Linked DNA regions of Sus scrofa: all the other regions are linked to region 1. A link is a contact called in public HiChIP or PLAC-seq and promoter capture Hi-C data. All regions are on one chromosome and are shown on one strand. The core of a region is the stretch at or near the end of the contact, and the rest is flanking DNA. Distances in the headings are between cores, read along the strand shown. Region 1 holds the start of NCOA5 (nuclear receptor coactivator 5). Region 2 holds the start of SLC35C2 (solute carrier family 35, member C2). Region 3 holds the start of DNTTIP1 (deoxynucleotidyltransferase terminal-interacting protein 1).

What was found. Promoter capture Hi-C pulls out the DNA fragments that hold promoters and counts their contacts. HiChIP or PLAC-seq counts read pairs in DNA pulled down with a chosen protein or histone mark.
Region 2: a promoter capture Hi-C map of liver shows a contact between it and region 1, with 3 times the contacts expected there. The contact joins the promoter of SLC35C2 here to the promoter of NCOA5 in region 1. A contact is called at or near these places in 1 of 5 promoter capture datasets (liver), 1 of 47 Hi-C or Micro-C datasets (liver) and 1 of 2 datasets of contacts at active chromatin or transcription factors (alveolar macrophages).
Region 3: a contact with region 1 is called in an H3K27ac HiChIP or PLAC-seq map of alveolar macrophages. The contact joins the promoter of DNTTIP1 here to the promoter of NCOA5 in region 1. A contact is called at or near these places in 1 of 5 promoter capture datasets (fetal liver) and 1 of 2 datasets of contacts at active chromatin or transcription factors (alveolar macrophages).

The regions. Positions count from the first base shown.
Region 1 is chr17:48,261,594-48,265,422 of Sscrofa11.1, forward strand. It overlaps NCOA5 (nuclear receptor coactivator 5), which reads right to left and starts at 2,356. Exons shown (of 7, transcript XM_021078317.1): 1 at 2,203-2,356.
Region 2 is chr17:48,523,122-48,526,953 of Sscrofa11.1, forward strand. It overlaps SLC35C2 (solute carrier family 35, member C2), which reads right to left and starts at 1,991. Exons shown (of 10, transcript NM_001185159.1): 1 at 1,949-1,991. ELMO2 (engulfment and cell motility protein 2) reads right to left here. Exons shown (of 21, transcript XM_021078300.1): 21 at 3,578-3,832.
Region 3 is chr17:47,992,923-47,996,570 of Sscrofa11.1, forward strand. DNTTIP1 (deoxynucleotidyltransferase terminal-interacting protein 1) reads left to right here and starts at 1,736. Exons shown (of 13, transcript XM_001928813.6): 1 at 1,736-1,903; 2 at 2,460-2,530; 3 at 3,389-3,485. The coding sequence starts at 1,799. WFDC3 (WAP four-disulfide core domain protein 3) reads right to left here and starts at 1,822. Exons shown (of 3, transcript XM_013985426.2): 1 at 1,647-1,822. The coding sequence starts at 1,800.

The DNA of each region.
Region 1 (3,829 bases), core at 1,106-3,605:
ACCCACTGAGCAAGGGCAGGGATCGAACCCGCAACCTCATGGTTTCTAGCCGGATTTGTTAACCACTGCGCCATGACCGGAACTCCCTATCCTTAGCTTTTGAGCACTGGTGATAAGGCTCCATTTGCTAAAGTTCTGAAACTAACTGGAGCAAAATAAAATTCTCACTCTCTGCACAGGCCTGCTGCTTAGAATTGTGAGGAAAATTACCTTAGTCTTTTGTAAGTTCTACATTGTGTTCATACAAAGTAACTCCAAGGAATAGGGGATTTTTTACTCAGCCTTGGAGGGGAGAAAAAAAACCCTTGAATGGCCTGAGCTGACTTCTGACTTTTCTCTCGATGAATTAAAGTAAATCTGGGGGGAGGGGGAAGAGTTCTCTAGTGGTGAAGAGGGTTAAGAATCTGTCGTTGTCACTGAAGCAGCCTGGGTTGCTGCTGTAGTGCAGGTTCTACCCCTGGCTGGGGAAGTTCTATCTGCCGTGGGCACGGCCATAAATTTGCTCTCTCACACACAAAAACAGAGCTTAAATACAAAAGACTGTTAACTGATGAATAACCTGTCAATGCCTTTTTCAAAGTGTGATGTTCACAGGCGTGCGCCACTGGGTCTTCCACTGGGTCTTCTCCAACACATTCTACAAGGAAAAATCACTGTTTCTATGTTTTAGGTTAAAAGATTGTGTCAGAGGTTTCAAAGACTATCTGGAAGGTGACAGATGAACTAAAAGAAAGGCAAAGAAACCAGAACGATGGAACAGATGTCAACATATAACCAAGTGATCTCCAGCACTCCAACGCAAAGCTTGGGCTTTACTGTTTCAGAAAAGTCAACGTGAAAGTTAGTTTTCACACCCAGACTGACTCATACAGAAAACATTAAATCGAGAGTTGTCAAAAACCCAAACTGCTCCATCGGCGTTTGCAGACACATCTTTTTAAACTGTCAGGTAACTATGACACCACAAGGCTGCAAGAACAGAGGAAGCACATCAGGGTGCCCTTGAGCGCACAGTTCCTGCAGTTCTCTGGGACTATCCCGCCTTAAGTCAATAATGAGGAGAGTTTACAACGACAAGGCTTAGAATATTAATTACTACCCCCCCAGATCCTGAGACATTTCATGAAATCTGCTATGCCTCAGGGAGAAATTCTGTGCACAAAGCTAGACAGAAGGATCATAATTAACCCCATACTCCTAGAGCAGCGTTTCCCAAAGCGTGGAACGCAGAATAATTTCAGGAGGAACAAGGACGCACCGTTTATTTTTAACAGATAAGTATTTATTTTTCAATGACCATTGTACGGTTGGTGATTTACGTTTCCACCTTAAACACACATTAAAACGGAGGGGGAAAAAGAAGTCAGCTTAAAGAAAAAAAGTAACATTTGGTAAATAAATAGCAGTACACATGAATACACGGACATAAAAGTGCAACGCGAGAGACTGAAATCGGGGTAACGTCGTCCTTAAAAAAAAAAAAAAAAAAAAAAAAAAAAAGCCCCCGGCGGGTTGCCTGGGTGCGGAAAGTGCTCGGGGTCCGGAGACGGAGGGTCAGCAAGCTGGGACGCTGGCTCGGTCGCTAGTTGCCAGGGTAACCTCGGGCCCGATTTCTTTCCCCGTTTTCTGGGCGCAGGTCCGTATTATAAAATGGGTGGGTGGGGTCACATAACAACGAGACGTCTCGAGGATGCTGTCAGGGGGCCGCGAGGCGGCGACGATGGGGGACGGAGCACTCGGTTCGCCGCCCCGCGCCGCGCGCCCCGGAGAACGCCCGGTGAGGCCGGCGCCTCGGCCCTGGTTCGAATCCCGACTGCGCCACCGACTCGCCGACGACCCGCAGGCGAACGACTTCGCATTTCGAGAAGGTGGCGCGGAGTGTGCAGCCCTAGCCTACAGAAGAGCCTGGACGACTATTACCGGCGGGTCGCGCACAAACTGGCGGCAGCGGTGCGGCGCCACGGCCCAGAGTCCACCACCGGCCGCCCTGGCAGGCCGGGCCTGCGCCGGACCGGAGCCAAAGGAGGCCGCGCCCCGTACAGGGCATGCGCAGCCCCGCGCGCACCCGGAGAGGAGCCGAGACCGTGGCCGCGCGTCGAGCGGGCCCTCCCGCCTCAGCGTCCCCATCCGGCCCCGACCCCCTCAACCGCCTGCCCGTCAGCCCCACGCCTCGGCGGACGGCTACTGCTTCCCCGCACTCACCGCTACCAGCGCGGCGGGCTCCCGGCCGCTCCTTCGCCTCAGGCCCGCCGCTGCCGCCTCCGCTTCAGCCCACCTGCCCGCCGTAGGACAAAGGCGCCACCAACCGACCGGCGCGGGCACGAGGCAATGGCGGCCGGGGCGGAGAGTGGGGGCAGAGGGCGCGCACGCAGCGGCAGGCGCGGCAATGTCGCAAGAGCGCTCAGGTTTGCGGCAAGGCTGGAGCATCGATCTCCTTAGCAATGAGGGCGGGGAAGTGGGTTGGGCGGCAGTTGGAGAAGCGTGGGGTTGCTTAGTAACGGCGTCCCCGGCTGAAGCTGGGTCCCAGGCCCGGTTCCCTATATCCTAAAAGGGCTTCGCCTTTCTTTTTATATTCAGGGTGCCGCCTTTCCTAACTGTAGAAACAGATCCTTTGAATCCTAGAATACTTTGGAGTCGCCTCACATAAACCTCAATACCTACAGATGTTTGTATTGGGGACTAGTTTATACATTCCTATAACTTCTGGATCACAAGGAGCAGAAAGGTAGAGAAAATGTTTTAAGTTAACGTTTAAGTAGGCTGTGTTTCCTGTTAGTTTCACTGACAAGAGGCAAAAAGCTTCTGGTGATATTCTTGACTTCCTTCTGGAATATTCATTCAATGTCAAAATAAATTTACCAGAATGTAGTTGTTGACTGTGAAGCACATAAAATGTTGTATTGTTTATTTAATCTGTAGAATATATGTGTCACAGGGAATGGAGTTTGCTCACCCAATTGTAAATACACTCTATTAATCACAGTGATGGCTATATGAATCAGGTAGGCTTATTTTTATTAGTTAGGAAATGTCCCAGACCCCATGGGGTCTCATTTTTCTCCTTGTGAGGAGTGCATGCAAAATAAAAATGGTGGCTGTGGAATATGAACACTATGGGAAATAAGATTTCTTTGACACTAACTCATATGCTCTTTCCTTCACTGATTTTCAATCTGAATGTTTATTATACACCTCCTAGGTGGCTCTAGGATTTATTATACACCTATTTGCTAGGCAATAGCATGAGCAAATGCAGACCCATCCCTGCTATCTTGGAGATTACTGTCTAGCAGAAAGATAGAGTTAGGCGGATAATCACACTTGAGTACAAACAAAAATAGCTGAAGGAGAGAAATTGAGAGGCACTCTATTGTCTACTTTTTCTCCTTGTGAATAGTGCAGGATGTGTCTGATCCTATCAGCAGATATGCTTGACCTTTGGATCCTCATAATTCATCACGGCACCTGGGAAAATGGAAGCTGTCTGGTTTCCCACCTCTGCTGAGAGGTTCTGAAGGCAGAGAGGGATTCCTACTCCCAGAGATTTTCCCTTTACTTTATCCCAGTTGTTAGCTCGCTCTAGGTGAGAAGTCTCATGATTTTGTGGATTCACTTGCTTTCCTGATATCCTTTTGTGGGTCAGGTTAAAAAACCACACTTGAGGAGTTCCTGTCCTGGCTCAGTGGGTAACGAATCCAACTAGGAACCATGAGTTTGCAGGTTTAATCCCTGGCCTCACTCAGTGGATTAAGGATCTGGTGTTGCCATGAACTGTGGTGTAGGTCGCAGACATGGCTCGGATCCCATGTTGCTGTGGCTGTGGCGAAGG
Region 2 (3,832 bases), core at 741-3,240, 260 kb after region 1:
ATAAAGCGGGGGTTGTTAAGGAAATATCTGTCGTTAAAAAGAGGGTGCTGCTTCCAGTGGGCTGAGAACTGCTGTGCTAGGTGGTCTCAGGCGGTCCCCTTCCTTGAAATGCAAGCTCACATCTCCTTGAAGTGGCTCCCTCCCTCTGACCTCCCCATCGGCTCCAGAAGAATATGCACTGCCTCCTTATCCTTTCTGCTTCGATGTCTAGCATCAGGCACCTTGGACCAAACCTGTTCAGGACTGACTCCTGTTTCCCAGGACTCATCCACCCTCTGTCCAAATCTTCCCACTTCAGCCAGCAGCACCAACATCTGGTTGCTCCGGCCAGGATTTTTTTGGGGGTGTGTGTGTGGGGGGGATACATCCTTGGCATGTGGAAGTTCCTGGGCCAGGGATCAAAGATGAGCCACAGCAGTGACAACATGAGATCCTTAATTGCTAGGCCACCAGGGAACTCCCAGAAATCTTGTCCTCATCCTTGACTCCTCTCTTTTCCTTGGCCCACATTCAATCAGCAAATACTGCCTGCTCTATCTTAAAAAAAAAAAAAAAAAAAAAAAATCCCATACAGGGTCCCATCTCCTGACCGCCACCACTAGGCTCTGAATCACCATGGTCCCCCCCCCACCCCAAACACACACACACAACGCACTGGTCTCCTCTGTGGTTCTCTCTGCTGCCTGCACCTCCACATCAGACTCCTGCTCACACAGCTAGAGTGGAGCACATGGGCACCAAATCCACATCTAAGAGAACTCCAGGCCCGTGCACCTTCCTCTCTACAAACATTTCTCAGCTTTGGAATGACTGACACTTGGGGCCAGATCATCTTCTTTGGGGAGATGGCCTGTCCTGTGCATTGGAGGATGTTCCACTGCATCCCCAGGTCTCTCCACCCTTGATGCCTGGAGCATCCCTTCCGCCTCATCCCAAGTTGTGACAACCAACAATGTCTGCTAAATTTCACCTGGGGGACAAATCTGCTCCCTATTAAGTCTGACTGCTGACATCCCATGGGCAACCCCAGGGCATGCCGGCGCTAAGACTGCTGTCCCCTTCCAAGCTCCCAAGCTGGGGCAGTCTGCATCCTCCTGGGAATCGCCTTCTGGCGCCTTCTTGCTTTTGGTGCGGTTCCTGCTCCATCACTGCCATGCTGTCCCTCCACTGTTCAAATCCTACCCTTCCTTCCAGGAACCAGTCCAGGTCCCCTCACTGCAGGGAGTCCCCATGACGACGGGAGCCCCCAAGGAGCACCTTCTCAAAGTTAACAAGCCTTCTAATTGGTATCCCTACTTCCTCTTCGCCCTCTATGGTCTGGAGTTCACAGTTCAGCGGGAGGGATGGCTTCAGCACAGAAAACAGACCAGGCCCTCACTGGCCCAAGAGGAAGGCCTCCTACCCTCTGGCCTCTGCCCACATCTGCAACCTCATTCTTCCCTCCCCTCCTTTCTGCCACGCTGGCCCCTGGTCCAACACAAGCCTGTGTGCTTCCTTGCATGTGCTGTTCCCTCTGCCCAGTACACTCTTCCACCGACCTTTGCTTGGCTGAACCTCCAGGGGTGTGGGTAGGGGACCCTCCTAATCCTCGTGGCACCTCCCACTGCCTGACGTTTCCTCATTTGCCTACGTGATTACTGTTCATCTCCAACTCCCACCCCACGGCGGGATGCGGCCTCTCCAAGGGCAGGGCTGGCTCGGCGTGATGCCTGCCTGGGTCACGTCTCGGGTGCTCGGGAAATGCCGGGGGGTGGAGGGAGAGCGGAGCGCGCGCGGAGCCTCGGGCTCCTCCAAGACGGGGACACCGAGGCCCGGGAGGGGCAGGTCCCCGGTGGGCCCCAAGCTGTGGCACGCGTTGCCAGACTGGGACCCCGCTCCCAGTCCTGCCCGGGTCCCCCCTCCCACCGACCCCGGGAGCGCGCCGAAGGCCCGCCGCGCGCCCACTCACCTCGTAGCGGGCGCTTGGGATTCCTCCTCCCGGAAGTGCGAGGCCGAGCGCCGCCACCCGCCCGGGGAACTTCTGCCGGAAGCCGCCGAGGGCGGGGCGGGGCGGGGATGGGGGCGGGGCGGGGGCGGGGCCGAGGGCGCTCTGCGGAGACCCCGTGCAGCGCGCCCTCGCTCTGCTTCACGGGTTGCTCCCGGCGCCCCGCGCCGAGCAGGGTCTTGGGCTGTGGTTGTTTGTCTCCTGGGTTCCACCGGGGTCTCGGCCTGGAGCCCCGGTGCCTCCTGCAGACCCCTGCGCACCTCTGGCAGCCAGAAAACCGTCAGCTGCTTACAAATTAAGTATTTACTTTCTCCAAGCTAGTGCTGGGCAACCATGGAAACACTAAGCTCTCTCCTGGGCTTTTTCTTCTGGGAGCTCAAGCCAGCTGGGGAGTGATGTTAGGGGCTTTAAATATTAGGACTTAGAAGATCCATGAGAGGTAATAAATAATAAACATTAAACATTTTCTGAATGCCTGAACCTTTAAAGAATGATCTCAATTTCAGTGAGTCGGAGAGCATCCCAGACTGAGGAAATAAGGAGGCCAGAAGAAGACTGGAGCCTGGCTTGGAGCCCACTTGTTTATAAAAAAAACCATGGTTGGAAAAGTAACCAAGGGGCAGGTTGCAATGAGCCCAAAAATGCCAGTAGGGAGTTGGGATCCTCCTCATCTTGCAGGATGGATTAAAAGGCCGAGAGCATATGGAGAGAGGGAAACATTTGGAGGCTAGGGCAGGCTAGGGTTGCAGATTGAGGCCCAGTTTGGGACTTTTTGCCTCCTAGATCTGTAGCTCTAAGGCTGGCTGCAAACAGGAGTCCTTGCAATGGACTCAGCTGGGCTCCCTGGCCTCGCTGAACAGAAGGATGGAGGCCAGAGTGTCAAAGCAGTTCATTATGCAAGCCGCTGCTGCCCAGCCCCACCAGCTGGCATCACGCAGGCATTCGCTCATTCAGCACTTACCATCACCTACAATGGCACCCAGGCTCTGGGCTTTATTCAGCCCCCAAGGCTGCATGCACTTGCTGTGCCTTTTGAAAGTGCTGATTCTCAGCCTCTTCTCCCTCAGAGGCAGGATGCAGTATCTACATCACCGTCCTCATTCTAGCCTCCCAGCTACCAAGGCTGAGGTTTGGAGCTACGGCGTAAAACACCAGCTGGTAGGCTGGGCACCAAGCATCGGCAACACACAGGGTGAAGAACTTGCCTTTTCTGTAAGGCATGAGGACTGGAGCTGTTCCTGGCTGTGTCCCTGGCAGGAAGAAGAGGGAGGACATGTCCACGCGGGTGTAGAGTATGCCTTTTCCTGCTGTACCCGGCAGGCTTGAGCAGAAAGCACTTTGTCTTGGTGTGACAGTCTGTGGCATCATTAACCAGCAGGGGTGTGTGTGTGTACCCGCGTGCACGCAGGCATGAGCTTGGTGGGGGCAGAGTCCTTGAAGAGGAGGAAGGGACTCTTGGAAGGGACTCTTGACGGCTCCAGTTGGAGCTCGCTAACATCTCCCAGACACACTGCAATGAAGCCTTGTCAAGGTGAAAGCTCCCTTGGGCAGGGAGCAAGTACAGAGAAAGAGCTGTTAATAGGAACGAGTTTGTACATGAAAGAGTATTTATTGAAAACATGGTTACTGACAGGAAGCTCCCAGCCACTCAGGTTACAATCTTAGCCCACAACTGGAAGTGTTACCTTTTTGTTTTTTGGCCTCCCATTTTATTTTCCCTCCAACATTCCATCCTAGGATAGGTAGATCTTATATAAATATATATACACGTCTGTATAAGTATGGCCTATAGTAAAGAAAATATATAGTACCCTCTTCATTGGGCAGTACCCACCATGCCAGGCTACC
Region 3 (3,648 bases), core at 486-2,985, 270 kb before region 1:
TAACAATGTCCACTGGCATTGCTTAGCCCCATAAAGTTAAAGAGCAGGGAACATTCAAGGCTCAAGGCAAAAACCTCAACAGGGCCAAAGAGTTTGGTGCCAGGAAGTTGCCTTATTGTTTTAAGATCGATACTGGAGGAGTTCCCATCGTGGCTCAGTGGAAATGAATCTGACTAGCATCCATGAGGATGCAGGTTTGATCCCTGGCATCGCTCAGTGGCTTAAGGATCTGGCGTTGCTGTGAACTGTGGTGTAGGTCACAAACAAGGCTCAGATCTGGCATTGCTGTGGCTGTGGTGTAGGCCAGCGGCAACAGCTCCAATTCGACCCCTAACTTGAGAACCTCCAAATGTCATGGGTTCGGCCCTAAAAAGCAAAAAAAAAAAAAAAAAAAGGCTGATACTGGAGCAAGGAGATGATTGATATTTGTTGATGATCCAATATGTGCTTTATATACCTTATTTATTTCTCACAATTTTTTTTTTTTTGGCCACACCCATGGCATGGGGGAAGTTCCTGGGCTAGGAATGGAACCTGCACCACAGCGGTAACCAGAACTGCGGCAATGGCAATGCCAGATCCTTAACCCACTGAACCACCATGGAACTCCTCCTCACAATCATCTTATAAACGTAAGAAAACTAGTTTAGAGGCAAAATTGCCCAAGGTCATTAAGTTAAGTGGCGGTTGCTAGAATTTGATAGTAGTAATGACAGCATTGTTTGAGGGTTTACTAGTGTCACAGTTCCAAATACTTTACATGAATTAATACACTTCATCCTCACTGCAACCCTATGAGTGACCTACCAATGGGGAAACTGAGGCCCAGAAGTAGATGTGGGTCACAGCTAATAAGTGGTAGGACAAAGGAAACAGTCCAATTCCATAGTCAGTGTTCTTAATCATATTATAGTGGATTTAAATTCAGATCTTTCTAATTGCAGAACTTACACTTTCAGAGTTCCCTGGTGGCTCAGTGGGTTAAGGACCAGGCATTGTCACTGCTGTGGCAAGGGCCCAAGAACTCCTGCCTGCCACCGGCATGGGCCAAGACAACAAAATAAAAGCAAAAACAAAAAAACAAAAAAATTCATACACTTCCTACTACCCCACATTATGACCTGATAAAAGTAACTCATTCATAAGTAGATCCAATTCTATTCAGGGACTTCTTACGTCTAATGCAGAGCTAAGGCTCTGGGGAACTCCACAGCTGTTAAACCCCTGCATGCCCAGCTCATCCTAGAATCACCCGTCTGGGGAGAGGAGCCCAGAATCTTCCTTCAGATGCCCTCAGACGCCAAGAGGCAACCCCTGGGAGAGAATGGTGGGTGTTGAGGTGAGAGCCAGACCCCCTCCCTCTTGTTGGGTTTCGGGGTCCTCGCATTAGGCCCATTCAATTCCAGCTGTGTCCCGGGCATATTAAAATCTAGTTTTCGAAGACAACTGCTGGTGCAACGATACCAAACGTTCCCCTCCGCTCCTTAACCCCAGCCGGTGGAAACCTTCTCCCCTCCTCCTGCCTCGCACTTCTCCAAGGGCCTTGGACCGGCCACAGAACGATCCTTGACTGAAGTGCACATCCGAGGCGCGGCCGCTCCCTGGAGGAAGCCCAGCCACCCAAACTGCCCCTGAGCGTCGGGTACCTGAGGAGACGCAGCGGTTCGGTTCCCCTGGTAACCCCGCCGCTCGCCGCGTCCCGCTTCCGGGGCGGTGGGCGGCGCGCTCCAATGACGTCACGGGGCCACTTTCCGGCCGGTGGCAGAGTTGGGCTGGAGTTGTGGGGGCCGGGGGCGCCATGGGGGCCACTGGCGACGCCGAGCAGCCGCGGGGACCCGGCGGGGCAGAGCGGGGCGGCCCCGAGCTGGGAGACGCGGGCGCAGCGGGGCAGCTGGTTCTCACGGTGAGGGCGCCATCGGGGAGGCCCCGGCGGGGCCTGGGCTCGGGCCGGGCAGGGCCTCGGGCTCCCGGGACCCTTGCCCGCGGGCGAGAGAACGCGGCGGCTGGGGCTGCTGAGGGAGTTGGCCCTGTCGCTGTCCGACGACCGGGCTTCATTCAAATTCTGGTGCTGCCCTCCTAGCTAGGTGACGTGGGCCGGCCCTGTCAAGCCCCTGAGCTGCAGTTTCCTCTTCTCGAAAGGAAAGGTGCCTTGTAAAGTTGTGGGGAGGGACATAAATGAGGATAAAGCGCCTCGCATATCATCAGGCACAGAGTGGGCTCTCGGTAAACACTAGTTCCCTTACTCCAGACGTTCCTGGAAAAGTGCGGTTGGGACTTTTCCTCGGTTCCTCTTCCCTAGCCGGGCTTTCCAACCACTGCCCTTCCCCCTCCCCCAAGGTGGGAGCCGCGATGAAAGCGCCTGAGAAGCGGGGATGTCTAGGTTTAACTTAACACCCACCCTCCACCTCCACCCCAGTGTCACCGACCTCGGTGACCTCTGCTCCCTTGGTCCCCCACAGAACCCTTGGAACATAATGATAAAGCACCGGCAGGTGCAGCGAAGGGGCCGCCGCTCACAGATGACAACAAGGTAAGGCTGACCCTGGGTGGGACTTCCCTTCCAGGCTGTGGCTTGGAAGGCCGCTTTTGGTTCCCCACTGGACCAAGCTGAGAAGAGATCATTGACCAGTAGAAAGAGGAGATTCAGGTTCTGTAACTATATGTGTGACCTTAAACAAGTCACTTCCTCCTCTGAACTTGTGCACAGGAGGGAGGCAGGTTGATTAAGCAATGCCCAGGATCCCTCACATTCACTGGTTCTGTGTTTGAAGGCTCCAGGAGGCAGAATAGCATGGAAGTTAGGAAAAATGTGGGGCTAATAGTTTCCATCTCAGAGTAGGGGAGAGAGCACAGGATGAGTCTTTGGGATGCTGGCTATATATATATATATATATATTTCTTCACCTGTTCACTAAAACAAAGCGTATAGACTTTTTCTGTATTTTTTTTTTAAGGGCCGCACCTGTAGCATATGGAAGTTCCCATGCTACGCCACAGCCACAGCAACACCAGATCCAAGCCACGTCTGCAACCTACACCACAGCTCGTGGCAACGCCAGATCCTTAACCCCACTGAGCGAGGCCAGGGATCTAACCCGCATCCTCATGGACACCAGTTGAGTTCATTACCGCTGAGCCACAATAGGAACTTCTCTGTGTTCGTATTATACTCTATAGAACACTTTTAAATGCCTACTTCATAGTGTTTTGAGAATGAAATAAAGTTCTGCATCTCTGTGGTTTGCCCAGAACCTGGGCACATAGCTAGTTTTCAGTAAAATTATCTCTTACTGTTGTTAAAGGATCTTGTGCAACTAATTGGCTGGGTAGACTAGCAAAGGATGTGTTTGGGACATGCCTCCTGACTGTGTCTCCCTCCTGAATGCAGCTTCACAGATCCTGCCATCTCCATGGATCTCCTCCGAGCTGTTCTGCAGCCTAGTATCAATGAGGAGATCCAGACTGTCTTCAACAAGTACATGAAGGTGAGAAGGACACAAAGTAATAGGAGTGAAGACTCAAGGGCCGTTCCTTTCCTGCAGGCCAATCTCCCTGGCTCTTTCTGGTACATGCAGATATCTAAAATGTTCCAATTCTGAACCCCCAAGAACATGTTTCCTCTTTGGGGGTAATTTGAATACCTCTTTT